Linked DNA regions of Mus musculus: all the other regions are linked to region 4. A link is a contact called in public HiChIP or PLAC-seq and promoter capture Hi-C data. All regions are on one chromosome and are shown on one strand. Each heading gives the region's core, a stretch centred on a gene start, on an enhancer-like site or on the middle of the called end of the contact. The rest is flanking DNA. Distances are from core to core; before and after follow the strand shown.

Region 1 (2,700 bases), core at 137-2,636, 580 kb before region 4:
CATCATTAGTTGCCTGAACTCCATTTAAGAGGGGGTCTTGTGAGATTTCCCCCATCCATCTTGGGATGTCAACTGGTGCTGCAATTTTGTAGTTCTTGTTTAGACCATGGAGATTTCACAGGTGTAGCTTCCTTGTCATATACAGAAGACACCCTGATCTTTTCCCCTCTTATAATCTCTCGTGGTGGTTACAAGGCCAGCCTTGTCTACATAAGGACTACATGTAGAGATTCTGTCTCCAAACAAAATCTTTTATTTATTTATTTTTACCTTTATTTATCGTGAGAAGCGCAGATGCCACAGTGGGGTTGGGGTGGTCAGAGATTAAGTTGTTGGGAGTCTTCTATCTTGTGGGTCCCACGGGTTGGAATGAAGGTCAGACTTAACAGCAAGTGCTTTTATTTACCTACTGAACCATCTCACTGGATTTCCTAAAATATAAAATAAAATAAAAGTGTCTTTGAGACAGGGTATCATGCAGTTCAAACTAACCTAGAATTTGGGGAACTTCTGATCCTCCCACCTCTGCTCCCCTCCTGTTAGGATTGCAGGCACGCGCATGTGTTACCATGACTGGCTCATTGCTATTTTTAGGTTGACACAACTTTCTGAGACCTAGGAATTGCAGTAAAGACAACTAGGCTCCAAACTTCCCCTTTGGAATTTGGCTTCTGGGCCAAACTTCCAAACAATAGCGACAGTATTTTGATTTGTGGCTGAAGTTGTTGGGTCTGGAGGCAGACAGCTAGGCTCCTGCAGAACTCTACTACTGTTTAAGAGCGGTGATGCCCAGGAGCCATGCCTTAACCCGGGAGAGTCAGTTTCTGCCCCTAAGGATGTGATGATTCTGTGAGCCTTGCTCTTGGGTCTTGTTGGAACCTTAGGCACACCCCTTAGAGTGTAGGTAACTCAATCTTCTCATCAACAAAATGGGGACGGTAGACAAAATCAGGAAGGCTTTTGAGGACTCAGTTCCGGGTATGGAGGGAGAAAGCTGGCCTAATGTGGGGGAAGGAGCTCCACCCCTACCCACCACGTGGAGTGCCCTCCTTGCCCGCAGTGAGGCCGCAGGGCTATTCCCAAGCTCCGGGCGTGGCGGAGGCGGGGCAGGGGCTGGAGCCAGACTAGTTGAACAGACAGCCAATGCCGCCCTGAGCCCAGGCTCCCCGAGAGGCGCGGCCTGGCTTTCTCGTCTCTCTACTCCAGGGCCAGCCGGAGGGGAAAGAGGACAGCCAGGGGCCGGGCGTGGAGGCGTGGCCTCCGGCTTTTTTTTTTTTTTGTCCGCCCGGAGAAGAAAAGCTTCCTCCTGCACCTTTAAGAGGCAGAGGCGAGCATCCGATTGGCCAAGACGACAGTGACGTTACGAGGAGGCCCGCGCCCTCCCCCTCAGGCCGCGCGTTCCCGGGCAGTCTGCGCGAGGGCCGGGCCGGGTCGGGCCGGCGGCCCCCTCCGTTCCCCGTGCTTCTCCGCTTTACGTCGCCCCGGCTCCCGGGGGATGCCCCGGACCAGGTTCTCCTCATGGCTGCCGACGTTTTCATGTGTTCGCCGCGCCGGCCCCGCAGTCGGGGCCGTTCGGTGCTGCTCAAGCCTCAGGTGCCCGAGGACGACGACGACTCGGACACAGACGAGCCGTCTCCGCCGCCCCCCTCCGGCGTGGCCACTTCAGCCCGGGCCCACGCGAGCGCCGCGCCGCTGCCGCCTCGGGCCGGCCCGGGCCGCGAGGAGCCTCCGCGCCGACAGCAGATCATCCACAGCGGCCACTTCATGGTGTCCTCTCCGCACCGCGAGCACCCGCCCAAGAAGGGCTATGATTTCGACACGGTCAACAAGCAGACGTGCCAGACCTATAGCTTCGGCAAGACCAGCTCCTGCCACTTGTCCATCGATGCGTCGCTCACCAAGCTCTTCGAGTGCATGACCCTGGCCTACAGGTAGGGGACCCGGTGACGCCCCCACCCGACTCCCAGACCTGGCCGAGCCCCATCTTCACCCCGGTCTCTCTTGAACAAAAACCCAGCTTGGACCTTTGGCTTCACACTGTCCCTTTGGAAATTCCTTCTAGGACGATTTGTGAGTCTGGGGTCTCCACCATGGAGAGAGGCGCCAGGGTTCCGGCCTTGTAGCCCTGTCAGCCGGTCGTTCCTGGGTTCTTCCGGCTTCGTGTTCCCCATCCAGGCCCTCCCCTCCTCCAATGCCCGTGGTCACCGGTTTTAGACAAGAGTTAGGTGTAGCTACAGGCTGTGTGTTGTTGTTTTCCTCCTTTTCTTTTGGCTCTGTGGACCCCTTCCTTCTATTGCTTTGTGTGTTTACAGCAACACCCAACGGTTAAGATCACCTGTCCAGGGTGGCTAGGGCGCTGGCTGCACTATCTTAATGATTGTGTAACGCCTTGGAGCCTGTTTCCTTGTCTATAAAGGGGGGCGGGGTGGGGGGTGACAGTAGTGTTGACCTCTAGGGGGCTGCTTCAGGGAAGGGTTGAGATAGGCCGAGTGGGTTTTTAGGTGCTGCTTAAATGTGAGTTACTTTTCCTGATTGTCCATGCATCTGGAGCCTGGGTTCTCTTACATCTCCTTTACAGGGAAATTCTGAGGCAGGACCCTTTGCACACAGTGGACTTGTGGAGTTTATTTTCCTGGGAAGTTGGAATTTGTTTTTGTTTTGTTTTGTTTGTTTGTTTCCTTTTTGAGCCAGGGTCTTTTG
Region 2 (2,700 bases), core at 59-2,558, 840 kb before region 4:
GAATAGACTGGAGCTCTAGGATCCCAGAATCCAGGGGCACAGGAAGAGAGATACATTCACACAGGACCTCGGGGGTCCCAACACATAGACCTGCCCAGCCATACGCAGCATCCAGGAGTCACAGCCCTGATCCAGATCTCACTAAACTAAAATTATAGGGCTGGGGAACACAGCTAATTGGAATCCAAGCCCCCAGGGGACTCAAAGCAAAGACCACACACAGTAAGGAACGAATTCTGCAGCCCTGGGAGGTAGAAGTACAGCCCACGTTTCCTAGAACCACAGGAGAGGAACATAGCTAGGGAACGAATGGTACTTAGCGCTGGGGGGTGGGGGATGCTGGGGAAGGGGGTCCAGAGTTCACCTCAATCTATCACCTCCACTTAAAGCTGAGATGGCCAGGGTCCTTTTGGCTTCCAGAGCCTCCCAGCCAGCCAGCATCCTGCAGGGACCTGGCCTGTTAGGGTGTCATGAAGGAAATGCCCCAGAAGGCAGGGGAAACCTTGGGAATGACCACAGGGAGCCTGTGTGCTCTGGTGCACTCACCAGCCGTGTCGTAGAGGTTCAGGGTCACCTCCTTGTTACCCACTGTCACACTAGCCGTGTACTTCTCAAACACCGACGGGGCGTAGTGCTGCGAGAGAGGGGGGGGGTCGGGTTGATCTTTTAAGGGGTGCAAAGGTGAGCTAACCATCCCAGACATATCCCTCCCCCCACGACTGTCTAACACCCTCACTCCAACCAGCTCGAACCTGGCAAACCACTGGGCTCAGGAATTCTCAAAGGGCTGCCTGGAGGAGACAGCTGAGACTCCATGGTCCAGGCTTGGGGCCTGGGTCCAGGTTGGGGTAAAGCCCTTGTTCCCTGCGGTCCCAAGCCCATCCTCACCCCTCCTGCCACCAAGCGGGCCTTACCTCGGGAAATGAGCCTTGGCAGTACACCATTAGCAGGGACGTCTTGCCGCAGCCGCCGTCACCTACGATCACTATCTTCAGCTCCTTCCTCGCCGAGCTGGGGGCGGCGGCTGGGGCCGGAGCACCCGGGGCGTCCATAGCCCGGAGCCCGCAGCGCTGGATGCTGCGCGCTGGCTAGAGCCCAGTAGAGCGACAGGGCAGGGGCGGGGTTACAGGGCAGGGCTACGAGGCTCCACCCACGGGCAGCTGGCGCCACCTCTGCCAGGCAGCCTCCCAGGTTCACCACCCTGTCTTAATTCTCCTCGGCTATGGTCCGGGGACCCCGGGTATTTGTCTTGCAGTCCCAGGGGAAATGAAGAACCTGAAGAAATGGATGCTGAACCGCAAGCGCAGTGCACCCCCACCCCCTGCTTAGTAGATTCGTGGTTTCTGCCTCTTCACAGAGACAGCCTTTAGTTGGCAAGCTCCGCCTTCTAGCAAGGACCCTTTGATTGGCCGGTCCCACCCCCACAGAGAAAACGTTGATTGGCGGGCTGTATCCTAGCACCCGGGTTCGCATCCAGCCCTTGCTGCTACAGCTTATCTTCCCACAGGTTGTAGCCGCGGTCGTTCGGAGAAGATGCCAAAAGGTGGGTTGTGTGTGTCCACATAGTCTGACCCTGGCCTTAGCCGGTGTGCAAATGCAGGAATTCTGCCCACCTACCCTGCCCACCCATTCCGTTGGCCCGTACTGTGGAGCCATGGCGCCCCCTGCCGGCGAATGCCTTCCGTCAGCAGCCTGTTTTCAGGGCGGACTCAAGATACTCGGCTCGGAAGGGCGACCCCAAACATGACAAGTCGCAAATGTGACAAGCCGAGAGCCCTAGTTGAGAATATCTGGACCTTCCGTAAACTTTGGAAACGGATAATCCTTGTCGCTACCAATAAGTGTTCTGGTGTCCGGTCTTTCACCCCAGGAGCTCCACTCTCATCCCCATTCAAATTGCTAGTACTCCCAGAACTACTAGCAGTACAGCTGGCTCATATCACTGCGACCCATGCTTTTCCTGTTACTGTGTGCCGCGAGTCCACCTCCAAAATCAGGCCAGTGGTCAAGCGGTAGGACCCCAGGAGACTGCCAGCAGTAGGCAGATCCTGAGGGTGAATATAATTCTACTAGAGGAGTTCATTTCTTCAAAGCAGTGTTGGCAAAGCTCTTGTCCTGGGCCTCACAATGGGGAGTCTTGATTTTCAAGTTCTCAGCAAACATCAAGAAAATTTTACTCTGTGGAGTAACTACCAACCTCACTCCTTGTTTCCCCGCCTCCTCCCCCATTGCGCCAGGAGACGCAATACACGGCTCCACCACCAGAGGACAGCAGCGACCGCCCGTGAAAACGCAAAGACAACAGGGTGGGTGGAAACCTGAACCAATCTCCAGCTGTTAGGGAGAAGCCCCTCTTGTCACTGGATCAACCGCCCATAGACAAATGTTCAGCAACTCACTCATTCCTTTTTTTGCAACTTGTTTATTGAGAAACAACCATGTTCCTGCCTGTGAGGAGCTCAGTCTAGAGGAGGCAGTATTGACGGAGTTCCCGGGACCAGTGAGATCAATTTCGAGACTACAGCTGAGGGGCCAGGAAGGTTGTGTTTGTTATATTGGGTACAGCTGTATAGAGGGCGAGCCAATAGAAGCTGGAGGGGTGCCCAACTTGGGCAAATGTACCGCAGCTGGAAAACCACCTTCAGGTTTTCAGTGGTGATGAGGGAGACAGGCCCAAGTGGTTGTCAAGGTAACGGGCTA
Region 3 (2,700 bases), core at 175-2,674, 900 kb before region 4:
GTTCCTCCTAGTGGGCTGCAAGCACCTTCAGCTCCTTGGGTACTTTCTCTAGCTCTTTCATGTGACTGCTGGGAATTGAACTCAGGATCTCTGGGAGAGCAGCCAGTGCTCTTAACCGCTGAGGCTGACCCATCTCTCTAGCCCTTCTGGGGATTTTCATTCACAGTGTCTTCATAAGAGAGGGCACACAGAGAGGCCCTGTAACTACTGGTCAGAGAGAATGGAGCAATGCAGATGAAAGCCATGGAGTATGTAGGCTCAACAGTCACTGTCATGGCTACTAGGTAGCAAGGCAAGGCCCTACCCAGGGTCTCAGGAGTCATGACACTTTCGTTTCAGGTTGGTCGCTGTGAGATAAATGCACTTCTATTGTCTAGGCCACCCACTTGTAGCTAAGCATAGCCCTGTGAAACTAATGCAGGTGTCCTTTTAATTTTAATTAATTTTACAGGGTCTTACTGTGGAGCTGGCCCTGAGCTATGTAGACCAGGCTGGTCTCAAACCCACAGAGATCTATCTGCCTCTGGCCCTGGAGTGCTTCAATGAAAGGCATGTGCCACCCAAACTGCAGAACACACACCCTTAACCACTGAAGTTTTTCCCTCCAGCCCCGACAGGCATCATTTGATATTTTATTTGTTTGTTTGTTTGTTTGTTTGTTGAGACAAGTCTTACTACGTTGTCAAGGCTGGTATGCAATATCACACCCAGCTGCAGGTGTCATTTGAATGAGGTTCCAGGAGTGAGCAAGAAGCCACTGCATGATGATTCAGAGGGAGGAATGTCAAGTCAGGATAAAAACAATGGCCGGAGAGCTGGATTTAGGGCAGGGAGATAGGAGGTGTGGTTGGAAAAGCCAGGCTTGTGCAGGTCTTTTCGGACTTGGCACGGAAAGGGAGGCAACTGTATTCCATAAACTTGGTGGTTGTGGCTTTTGACTGACAGCACCAGCTGTCAAGAGTCACCCAGTGTCTTAGAGGACAGGGATGTATCTAGGCTGTATTGGTTGCAATAAATATCATCGCCAGCGTGAGATGACAGAGCCAAGTCTGCATTTTTCCCATCCTGCCCTTGACCTTACTACGCGGTCACTGTCAAAGCTGTCATTTCAGGGCACTGGCTTTGGCCTAGGTCAGGCAATGTGAAGGAATACATGAATTTTCCCTTTACCTCCTCCAAATCATTTCCACCTCACTCTCCCACAAAGATAATCTAAGTAACATAAGCCATAAATGCAGCTTACACATAAACCCTCCACCCACTCCGACGAGAAACCTACTACCTACACACGAGGAGTGAAGAGACCCAAAGAAGACTGAAGAGTTGCACCCGCCACGAGGCCAGAGCCCGGGGGATCGCCCATGCGCATGCGCGGGCCCCACCCTCGGGCGAGGGGGTGAGGCTGGCGCCGGGGCGGGGCCCGTGACGTCAGGTGCGCGCGTGGCTCCGGCTGCGCAGGAACAGCTGGTGCCTCGGGAGGCGGCTAGTGAGCGGGCGGGCGTGGGCTGCTGGTGGCCGGACGGGTCACGCTGCGGGTTTCGTCGCCGCCGCCGCCGCCGCCTTGCACCATTGCACCATGTCCGGCCAGCTGGAGCGTTGCGAGCGCGAGTGGCACGAGCTGGAGGGAGAATTTCAGGAGCTGCAGGTAGGACCGGGCCACCTGGTCCCGCCACTCTTGCTACCTGCGGTGCTTGTGCCTTCCCTATCTAGCCATCCCAGCCCGGAGGTGGGGCGATAGGACCCAGACGGTGGCCCGGGCTGTGCGTCCGATGGGCTGGTGGGTGGCCTGGCGCAGCCCCTTCCTATGTAGCAGCGCTTTGGCTCCTCAGTCTCTTGGGGCGCCCCTCATTCTCGCGCCCTCTCATCCACTCTTTGCTCCACGCTCTCCCTTCGCTACAGAAAGTTCGTCTCTGGCCCCCGAGGCAAGTTCCAGGTGTGTTCACGAGGAAACTGTGATACTCAAAGGACACCAGACCAACCCCCACACAAGGGATCTTCCCCCCAACCCTCCAGTTGCAGTTGGCTGTTCAACTCCTTACTACACGCTCTGTGCTGGCTGGGCAGCCCTCGCTGCAACTGCGGTTTGAGAGTTGTGCTTGGCTGCTTTCATCTTGGCCCCTTAGGCAGTTTTTAAGTCTCAGAGACCCCTCAGTCATAGCCTTGACTTTGGGAGCTCTGATGTGGTTCTGCTTATCGGCTGCTGCGAGCTGAGTTTACCATTGTGGATGGCAGGCATCTGTCAGTTCTGACAGCTGGCTGCCTCACCCGGTGATAGAGGGCTGCACCCAACCCCTCACCGTTTTGGCACAGAGCGTTCCACCTGGTGTGTTGAAGGTTGGTATAAGAGCTGGGCTCTTGAGAGGATAGCATCGCCACCCGGTCCTATCAGGAGGGTCCAGAGAGGCCTCAGCTATATGCTCTGGGGACTAGAGACTCAGGAAACCTTGGGGACGGCCAAGAGGAACAACACATGGCTTCCTCGCATTCACTCTCTCCTCCTCTCAATGGTTACTTTGTCATTCCCCTTGTCCCTGTAGCGTTCTCAGTTGGGCTGACCTCCTGCAATGTCCAGAGGAGAATGCTGTCAAGGGAGGTCTGTGATGGGTCTTTGTAAAGTGAGGCTGCCGATGTTACAGAAGGATGCCGGTGAACCTGAGCAGCAGATCGGCATGGGCAGAGACTTAAGAGACCCAGGACTGT
Region 4 (2,700 bases), core at 179-2,678:
TCAGCTACTCAAAACCTCACCCGCAGATACATTGTAATAGCCATAGGGACTCCAGTATCATTACAAGTGTGCTTGTCTGGAAACCTGGCCGATCTGAGACCATATCCTGAAGGCATCATTTTGCAACAGTGTGAACCTAGGCTCGAAGCCCTTCCCCTTTTTTTTTCTTGGTCTGCAAAAATACCACCAAAACTTTAAGATTGAATGGGGTCCTGCTGACTGGATGCCTGAACACCACGCCCAGCGCAGTAATAGCCTCTATTGACGAAAAAGAATGGGAACTTTTGATAATGACAGGCCACTGTAGTAGATGTTCTATACCCAGTGGGGGCTGGTCTTTTGTATGGAAATCACAGGATAACTGGTTTTTGTCCCGTGTGAGAAAAAGAGTCCGAGAAACAGCTGGCACAGAACAAATCGGCTCATCTGTTGTGTTGTGTGTTTTTTTTTTTTTTTTTGACCATGGCTATTTAGTGACTTGCTGAGGATTAGGGACAAGATAATAGGTATAAGGGGTTTAGCCCCATACCTGGCAAATAGGTTTTAAGTATCGGCTGTTGTTGTTACTCCTCATATTTTGGCAAAGGAGCTTTTCATTGATTGGTATTAGATAAAGCACGGCTAATCTCTTAGTGGCAAAGACAGCCTTGTCCAACTCTGAAATGTTGAGTGGATGTCAACACAGTAAGGAATGAGCAATGGGAAAGAAAGGGTCCGTCTGGGTCCTCAGAGAGCGTCACCTGACCTAGGAGACAGACGGTCAGGTGTCTAACTCATGACAGCATTTCCTATCTCAGGGAGTTGATACTTCATCTCAAAAAGCAAAGACTTGAAGAGATGGCTGGGCTCCCAACAAAAAAACCAAAGAAACCTGCAGCGTGGCTACTGACCAGACTCAAGGAGACAAGACTCTTATTTGTTCCAGTTTTCCCCCTACAGGTGTAGAGAAAGACCCAACGTGATTTTTCCTTTCTTTGGGGAGATGGTAAGAAGGTATGTAGCCAAGCTAAGTGGGTATTTGTCCTTGCATCTGATCTGTCAGAATTAGGGAACTGGTGTGTTGGGGAATCCTGGAGAGCTAGAATTGTGCAAGGAGACAAGGACAGGTGTGCAAGGGACACTCCCAGGAAGTCCCGCGGGAACGAAGCGGATGCAGAGTCTTGGGGTTCAAGGAGTCCCGGGGGACCAGAAGGGGTGCCGGATGGGGCGTCCCCGGGGACTGGAAGGGTGCAGGGCAGGGCGTACTGGGTGACAGAGGGTTGCATGGCAGGGTGTCCTGGGAGTCCTAAGGGACCACAGTGGTGGCTACTAGGCATCCTAGGGTTGATCAAGGGATGCAGTGGGCGGGGCACGCCAGGAGTCCCGGGGACCCGGCGGGGGCGGGGGGCGGAGCGTTCGGAGCCGGGGAGGGCGGGGCGTCGGTTGGACAACCGGAGTGACTGGCGGGAGGGGCTGCGGCTCCTCCCCGTGCGGCGCGGCGCGCGGCCTCCGTGTGCCTAGGCTTGAGGCGGGCGGTGACGCCTCATTCGCGCGGAGCCGGGCCGGGACACGGTCGGCGGCAGCATGAACAGCATCAAGAATGTGCCGGCGCGGGTGCTGAGCCGCAGGCCGGGCCACAGCCTAGAGGCCGAGCGCGAGCAGTTCGACAAGACGCAGGCGAGCGCGGGCACGGGCTGGGCGGGCGGTGGCGGCGGCGGCCCTCGGTGCGCTCGGCCCTGCGCGGACGGTTGCGGGCTCCGCGGCCCCGGGCGGCGCAGGTGACCGGAAGCCGCGCGACAGCGGGGCTGGGCTCCGGGATGCGGACGCGGCCCAGGTGCGCACGGCCGCGCGGGGCCCGGAGCGCCCTCTGCTCGCCGCCGCCTTTCCAGGGAAGCTCCCGGCTTCCCTCGCTGCCGAGCTGTTCGCACGGCCGCACAGTATCTTATTATCTGCTCGGGTGAAAAGTTTCACGTAGGTCGCCAGACTTGTTTGCCCGCGCGGGGGCCCACTTATAAATAGGCTGCCACCCCCTCGTTAAACACCGGCGCCTGACAGACGGAAACTTCCCAGGCTCCTTTCCTGCGCTCCCACGCGCCGCTCTCCCAGGAGAGGGCCCGACCCGAGAAGGTGGCGTGGAAAATTGAATAATGGCCCTGATGCGCATTCATTCATGCATGGCTTCTGGGGACCCACTGTGCAGGTGTTGCTTTGGTTTTGGGTTTTTTTTTTTTTTTTTTTTTTTAAGACAGGGTCTCATGTAGCCCACGCTAGCCTTAAAAATCCTCATCCTCCTGCTTCCAGACGACCACCACCAACACGTCTGCTTCCCTCCTTTTTGTTTTACAAACTCTGCCCTGTTCTTAATTAAGTCTTGGGTGGACTCATGGAGGTTGGCGGGGGGGGGGGGGTGCGGGGCGCGGAGGGGTGTCACTACTTATTTGACTACGAAGTCAGCCCAGACCGAAATGGCTGCTTTTTTTTTTTTTTAAGCTTTAGCAATAAAGGAAGCCAAAGACTCCTCCCACCTGTATCTGAAGCAGGTTGGTGACATTTGCATTTGTGGGTGCCCCACTGGCGAGTTCCTTCCCCCTTGGTCAGAGCAGAGAGCAAGGACTCTCTGTGGTTGCTTTCAAAACAAGTTAGCACAAGCAGTCTCCACTAGCTTTCAGTTTTGAAATAACAAAACGGGAGGCCTCTCACCTTTGTGCTTATGATGGACAG
Region 5 (2,798 bases), core at 128-2,627, 750 kb before region 4:
ACCTTAGTTCACAAGAGCAATTAGCCAGGAGCACAACCACTGAAGCCAAAAAGCAAGGTTCGTGCATGGAGAGACTTTCCCACAGCTGTGGACTTGGATGGCTTCCGGCTTTGTTTTAGTTTTGGCAGGTGGTGCTGTCTGTGTGCTGTGTTTTCCAGCCTGAGTGGTACTTTCTTTATGGAGTCGGTTGTACTAAGGTCTGGGGGCCTGTTACACCAGCACCTCGTGACAGAGGTGAAAGTCAATAAATACTTGGACACCCTTAAGAGACACGTTGCTAGGGTGTGTGTACTCTGATCAGGATCCAAAGGGAATAAATTAGTAAATAAAAATGAAAAAAAAGAGCGAGAGATATTACTGTTAGTGTCACACAATAAGGTCAGAGAGCAGAAGGTGAAATTATTTAAGGTCACATGGAATATATATAGTCGGTGTTAATGGTCCAACTTTGAACATAGGTTGTACCATGAGGATCCCCAGCCCGAAAGTGGCTGGGGATATAGCTGAGTTGGTAGAGTGTTCCTGATCCCCAATATTTCATAAACCATACCTGGTGGTACATGCCTGTAATCCCTGCCTGTGGAGGGAGCAGATGGAGTATCAGATGCTCAAAGGCACTGGGCACACTAGGTTATAAAGAAGGAAAAAAAAAAAGGTCTTGAAGTTTTGATGAGGATAGGTTGAGGGAGGTGCGAAATGGATAGAATGGGAGTGGGGGGTTAGAGGGTGTCTGTGATCATGACAATAAGAAATAGAATATTCTAAAAACTTGGGGAGAGCTTCAAGGTCGCCTTCATCTACACAATGAGTTAGAGGCCTGCCTGAGATGCAGTAAATCTTGTCTGGAAAAAGAAAAAGAAAAGAAACAGAAAACAAAAAACAAATCGCTTGAAAGCCTCTTTCAAACACTCAGGGGCTTCGTAGATGTTAAGAACTGAAGTGTCAAGGTTGGCAAGACTGGATCCTCTTACATTTATACAGCTGGTATCCAGTTTACTCAGCCTTCAGATGAGTGAATGAAAAAAAGTGTAAGCCAGATGTGGTGGCTTTAATCCCAGCACTTGGGAGCAGAGGCAGGAGGATTTCTGAGTTTGAGGCCAGCCTGGTCTACAGAGTGAGTTCCAGGACAGCCAGGGATACACAGAGAAACCCTGTCTTGAAAAACGGGGTGGGGTGGGGGGGTGGGGAAACGGACGGATGGAGGGACGGGGACAGAATGAAAAAGAAAGGAATGAACAAGAAAAGTGGAAATGAGTCAGGATAAAGTGGGAGTAAATACCTATGTCCTCTATGGGCCTATTTATCTCTACCGGGTCATCTGAAAACCACGTGGTCTATCTAGCCGGTGACCCCGCCCACTTCCAAGCTCCACCCTTCATCTGTTTCCGTACTTGCGCGTTGGCTGAGCTGTTTTGGCCCCGGGGAGGACCCGTAGCCTCAGCCTCGGCTGGCGTCCGTAGCCGGGAAACCCAGAACTCTAGCTTGAGGTCCGCGATGTCGGGTGAAGACGTTCCGCACCGGGCAGAGTCCTCCGAGGCCCGTGCGGCCGCGGTCAGCGACATCCAGGATCTGATGCGACGCAAGGAGGAGATCGAGGCGGAGATCAAGGCTAATTACGACGTCCTGGAGAGCGTGAGTGTGGCGGGGAGGCCTGCGGACGAGGCTCGGGGTCGCTGCCAAGCAGTGTCCTAGAGGGGGTCTTTGCTGCGTGCCACACGCCCCTTTAAGCATTTTTTCTTTACGTGGGATTAATTTTCATTTTCGGAAGCATTAACTTTGCATTTTAAAGTTTTTTGTTTGTTTGTTTTTAACGCAGCCCCTAAGCTGGCTTCGAACTCGTGATCCTCCTGCTTCATCTTTCTGAGTGCGGGAATCGCGGGCCTGTGCAACCATGATATAGGCCTTAGTGAAACTGCCTCGGTCGCAAGGATAGACTATTTGCTGAGGCATAGTGATAATCGCTACTGTCACTTTCTGTAGGTGACATTACCAGGTTTGGCCTCGCCACCCGCTTTTCTTTAGGACTTTATAAATGTCAACTGGGAGAATTAATTGGGCATCTTGTTAAAATGCACGTTGTAGCCAGGGGAGGCATCCCTATTTAAGCCCAGCGTTTAGAGAGTGGAGGCAGGGGGATCAGGACTTGAGGGTTATTCTTGCCTACATAGTAAGCTCGAGGCTGTCCTGGGTTATATTAGACCTTGTCTCAAAAAAAAACCAAAAAAAAAAAAAAAAAAAAAAAACAAAAAAGAAAAGTAAAAATGAAATGCAGACTCTAATTGGGATAGGGAAAAGACTCTGGATTTTAAGAAAACCCTCACCTCTGCTAATTGCTCTTTTAAGTGGAGCCAGATTAAGCACATTGTCTTTACTGTAAAAGGGGAAACAGGGCCAGAGTGGAGCCAATGCTTGCCCAGTTAGGAAGGGGGAATGGTTGGCTCTGTGATCTGTTTACCTCCTAAGCAGATATATTTTTCATAAAACCCCAAGTCAGTGTATAGAGGAAGGGGAGGCTAAATCACACTCATTGCTGGGCACAATGACATCTGGGTGATGGGTGCCAGATGACGGTGTCATATAGAGGTTCTACAGGCCAGGTAGGTGCTGACCATGTGCCTGAAAGGTACTATCTTGTATGTGTGCTGTGCCAGGAAACTGTCACAGCAGTATTGTTAACTTGTGTCCCTGAAGCTCAAAGGGGCGGAGTCAGGGGCTGGAGAGATGGCTCAGTGGTTTAAAGGCACTGGCCATCATAAGGACTGGAGTTGAGATCCAGAATTTACTACTGTGTAAGTTCA
Region 6 (2,700 bases), core at 42-2,541, 980 kb before region 4:
TGCGGGGACCCAACCAGAGAACCCCGGACATTACTGAGAGGACTTGGGGGGGTCTCCTCTCACCCTGGGCCCACCAAGAACAGGTGCAAGAGTCGCGCGCCCACTGCACCCCAGCATTGCAATCTGAGCAACTTTGCGCAAATGCCAAAGATGCTGGAAAGCAGAAAAAGGGGCTCACACCCCCAAGGCCCGACTGCCCTTAAACGAAGCAATCCCTTCTTGCATCTTTGGAAGCTATGGAAATGGTATTTGGGGGCTTTCCTCTGCCCCCACGCCAAGTGATGTGCTAAGCTTTGCCCACTCGACTGGGAGCCTGGTTATGTAACCCCTGAAGGGGGCTCCGGGTATGAGCTGGCGGGGCAGATGTAGGCCCCGAGAGAAGCCGCTGCAGCAACCGGCTCCGCGGTAACAGCAGCCCTGGCGGCCACGGCGGCCAACCCGGGAAGCCGGAACCCAGGGCCGGCGGCATTACTAAGGCTGGAGCTGCTCCCGAGCTACAGAAAAGCTGGAAAGCTGAAACGGAAGGGTTGAGACCCTAACGGCCCCCGCCGACCGACCGCTAGTGCAAGAAGAGGAGGGGAGGGGAGGAGGTTAAGAATGTGGGGGGAGAGAGGCAGCCAGCCCACCACAAAGCTTCTATCAGAGACCCCAAAACGCACCAGCAGCTGCCTCATCTCCCCACGAGCGCGCGCGCACACTCACTTCCTAAGGAGACTCCCCCACCACTCCCCGCATCCTTCTTCCTCCTCCCTCCGCCGCTCAGCACCGAGCCCCGCAGCCCCCCAGATCCCAGGCGAACCCCGAGCCCGCTCAGTCCCTTCCACGCCTTTCGGCGTTGCCTCCTCCCCACTTAAGTGTCTGAGACCCTGAGCCTCACAAGAGACTGGAGGAGTAAGCTGCTTGCTTCCTTTTGCATGCAATTTATTATTTTTTTCCGGTCCTCTTGCAAAATACAGAAAAGGAAAGAAAAGGCAGCAAGAAACAACCAAAAAAATAAATAGATAGATAAATCGATCATATACCAGATACAGATTTGGGGGAGAAAAAAAAAGCTACACACCAATCTTCTTCCAGAGTCTTTCTCTGCCTCCATTTTTTTAGGAGAGTTCACCAATTAATTGTCAACACTCCTGCCCCCTGCATTTTGGCGGAGGGGGAAAGGAGGGAAGACCAAAGAAAAGAAAGCAAAAAAATAAATAAATAGAGCAAGCCAGAGCCGATATCTACAAAGTTTTGCACCAACACTTAAGCAGATCCGTTTGCAAAGTCCTAGGAAACCATTTTCAGCAGTTGTGGGGGGGGAGGCGTCGACGTCATAATCCCCGGAACGTAAACATTGTTGCCGATCGCGCTCGGAGCTTGCGGCTAGGCTAGTTGGGGAAAGGGGGGGCTCGGGTTGGGGGTGTCGGGGACCGCAGCCGTAGGAGGTGTGGGGCCAGAAGGGAGCCTGGGACGCACCGGGCGCTGTTAGCGCCTTGGCATCGCTGTTTTGTTGTTGGGTCACGAGTGCGCCTCTGCACGCAGGCGCCGCCGCCGCCCGGGAGCTGACTTTTGGAGGGCTGAGTTGCAGGCGGCGGGCGCATCCCAGAGATGGCGGGGCAGGGAGGGAGGGAAAGAGAGGAGGGGGTGGGGAGGGAGGTGCAGATTTGCACGGATGGCCTCAGCGGGAGGCGCGGAAATGCTAGCCAAGCCTGCTGGCGTGAAAGCCCCCGGGGCCTGGCACCCCCCAAAACGACCCCCCACCTCTGCCCCTGCCCCCTCTTGCTTGGGTTACGCAGGGCTGTCCCTCTCTTCCTTCACCCACCTTTCCTCATTACCTATGCTGGCGACCTAAATTCAAAGTATTTTGTATGTGTGATTTCTTTTTCTGTTTTGCTTTTCTACTGCATGCCTGGGGGGAGGGGCCAGCCTGTCCAGACCCTTATCCATTTGCGAACCTGCCATATGGAGGAGGCATCTGAGGGGCTCAGAAAGAAATTACCTCAGCACTGTATCTGTACAGACTGCATAACTTTTAAACTCCCGGGGCTGAAATAATAATATGGAGACACACGCACAGGTACAGGAAATACAGCCAGTCCACAGCCTTTTCAGACTGCAGCTGACCGGAAGAAAGCCTTTGGTTCATTCATTCGGATAGCCTCGGTAGTACAGCCCTGAAATAGAAGTTGGGCTTTTAAAGAGAAAGGAAAAAAAGTCTCTACACTCGCTGAGAAGAGATAAATCGATACACAGGAGGGAATAGAGAATCGGATTCAGCGTCTCTAATGCAGGCAGGCAAAAGGTAAGCCTCTCTCGTGTGGCAGTTTAAGAGAAAAGTGGTGGTTGTTTGTGGCTTTCTGGGGTACAGCAACCTTGATTGATCCATATTGTTTCTCAGCGGAGAAGGGGGGCAGCCTTTGTGAATATTCCTGGAGTAGCAGATCCCCAATGTTCCTCCGTCTTTTAAGTAGTGCTTGTGACTGCTTCCAGAATTGACTGACCCTCAGTGGTCCTGGAATTCCTTTAAGTTGAGAGAAATGCTGGCCCTAAACTTTGTTTCCCTCCGGGCCTCTTCCTTTCTTGCAAGGGCCTAATGACAGCATCACAAGGATGTTCTGAGAGACCTCCCAGGTGACGCTAGCTTGGCGTACAAGCTAAAGCAGGTCATTTTGCACCCTGGAGAAACCCAGATTCAAGAAATTATGAGTTTAGGTGACT

What was found. Promoter capture Hi-C pulls out the DNA fragments that hold promoters and counts their contacts. HiChIP or PLAC-seq counts read pairs in DNA pulled down with a chosen protein or histone mark.
Region 1: a promoter capture Hi-C map of pre-B cells shows a contact between it and region 4, with 2.7 times the contacts expected there. The contact joins the promoter of Mlxip here to the promoter of Hip1r in region 4. A contact is called at or near these places in 1 of 39 promoter capture datasets (pre-B cells) and 2 of 115 datasets of contacts at active chromatin or transcription factors (memory CD8 T cells and pancreatic cancer cells).
Region 2: a FOXA1 HiChIP or PLAC-seq map of pancreatic cancer cells shows a contact between it and region 4. The contact joins the promoter of Rhof here to the promoter of Hip1r in region 4. A contact is called at or near these places in 1 of 39 promoter capture datasets (pre-B cells), 1 of 484 Hi-C or Micro-C datasets (B cells) and 2 of 115 datasets of contacts at active chromatin or transcription factors (memory CD8 T cells and pancreatic cancer cells).
Region 3: a promoter capture Hi-C map of pre-B cells shows a contact between it and region 4, with 3 times the contacts expected there. The contact joins the promoter of Tmem120b here to the promoter of Hip1r in region 4. A contact is called at or near these places in 1 of 39 promoter capture datasets (pre-B cells) and 1 of 115 datasets of contacts at active chromatin or transcription factors (pancreatic cancer cells).
Region 5: a contact with region 4 is called in a promoter capture Hi-C map of pre-B cells, with 3 times the contacts expected there. The contact joins the promoter of Psmd9 here to the promoter of Hip1r in region 4. A contact is called at or near these places in 3 of 39 promoter capture datasets (hippocampal neurons, pre-B cells and stem cell-derived epiblast-like cells) and 1 of 9 other capture datasets (adipose tissue).
Region 6: a promoter capture Hi-C map of pre-B cells shows a contact between it and region 4, with 2.9 times the contacts expected there. The contact joins the promoter of Kdm2b here to the promoter of Hip1r in region 4. A contact is called at or near these places in 2 of 39 promoter capture datasets (liver and pre-B cells) and 1 of 115 datasets of contacts at active chromatin or transcription factors (double positive thymocytes).

Annotation. Positions count from the first base shown.
Region 1 is chr5:123,393,412-123,396,111 of GRCm38.p6, forward strand. It overlaps Mlxip (MLX interacting protein), which reads left to right and starts at 1,387. Exons shown (of 17, transcript NM_133917.3): 1 at 1,387-1,931. The coding sequence starts at 1,519.
Region 2 is chr5:123,131,321-123,134,020 of GRCm38.p6, forward strand. It overlaps Rhof (ras homolog family member F (in filopodia)), which reads right to left and starts at 1,309. Exons shown (of 5, transcript NM_175092.3): 1 at 915-1,309; 2 at 547-634. The coding sequence starts at 1,052.
Region 3 is chr5:123,074,851-123,077,550 of GRCm38.p6, forward strand. It overlaps Tmem120b (transmembrane protein 120B), which reads left to right and starts at 1,425. Exons shown (of 12, transcript NM_001039723.2): 1 at 1,425-1,645. The coding sequence starts at 1,577.
Region 4 is chr5:123,972,200-123,974,899 of GRCm38.p6, forward strand. It overlaps Hip1r (huntingtin interacting protein 1 related), which reads left to right and starts at 1,429. Exons shown (of 32, transcript NM_145070.3): 1 at 1,429-1,656. The coding sequence starts at 1,564. Gm46922 (a long non-coding RNA gene) reads left to right here and starts at 1,669. Exons shown (of 3, transcript XR_001784954.1): 1 at 1,669-2,179; 2 at 2,470-2,519.
Region 5 is chr5:123,226,813-123,229,610 of GRCm38.p6, forward strand. It overlaps Psmd9 (proteasome (prosome, macropain) 26S subunit, non-ATPase, 9), which reads left to right and starts at 1,378. Exons shown (of 6, transcript NM_026000.2): 1 at 1,378-1,632. The coding sequence starts at 1,495.
Region 6 is chr5:122,987,808-122,990,507 of GRCm38.p6, forward strand. Kdm2b (lysine (K)-specific demethylase 2B) reads right to left here and starts at 1,292. Exons shown (of 23, transcript NM_001003953.2): 1 at 1,061-1,292. The coding sequence starts at 1,093. It overlaps A930024E05Rik (RIKEN cDNA A930024E05 gene), which reads left to right and starts at 1,547. Exons shown (of 3, transcript NR_045820.1): 1 at 1,547-2,284.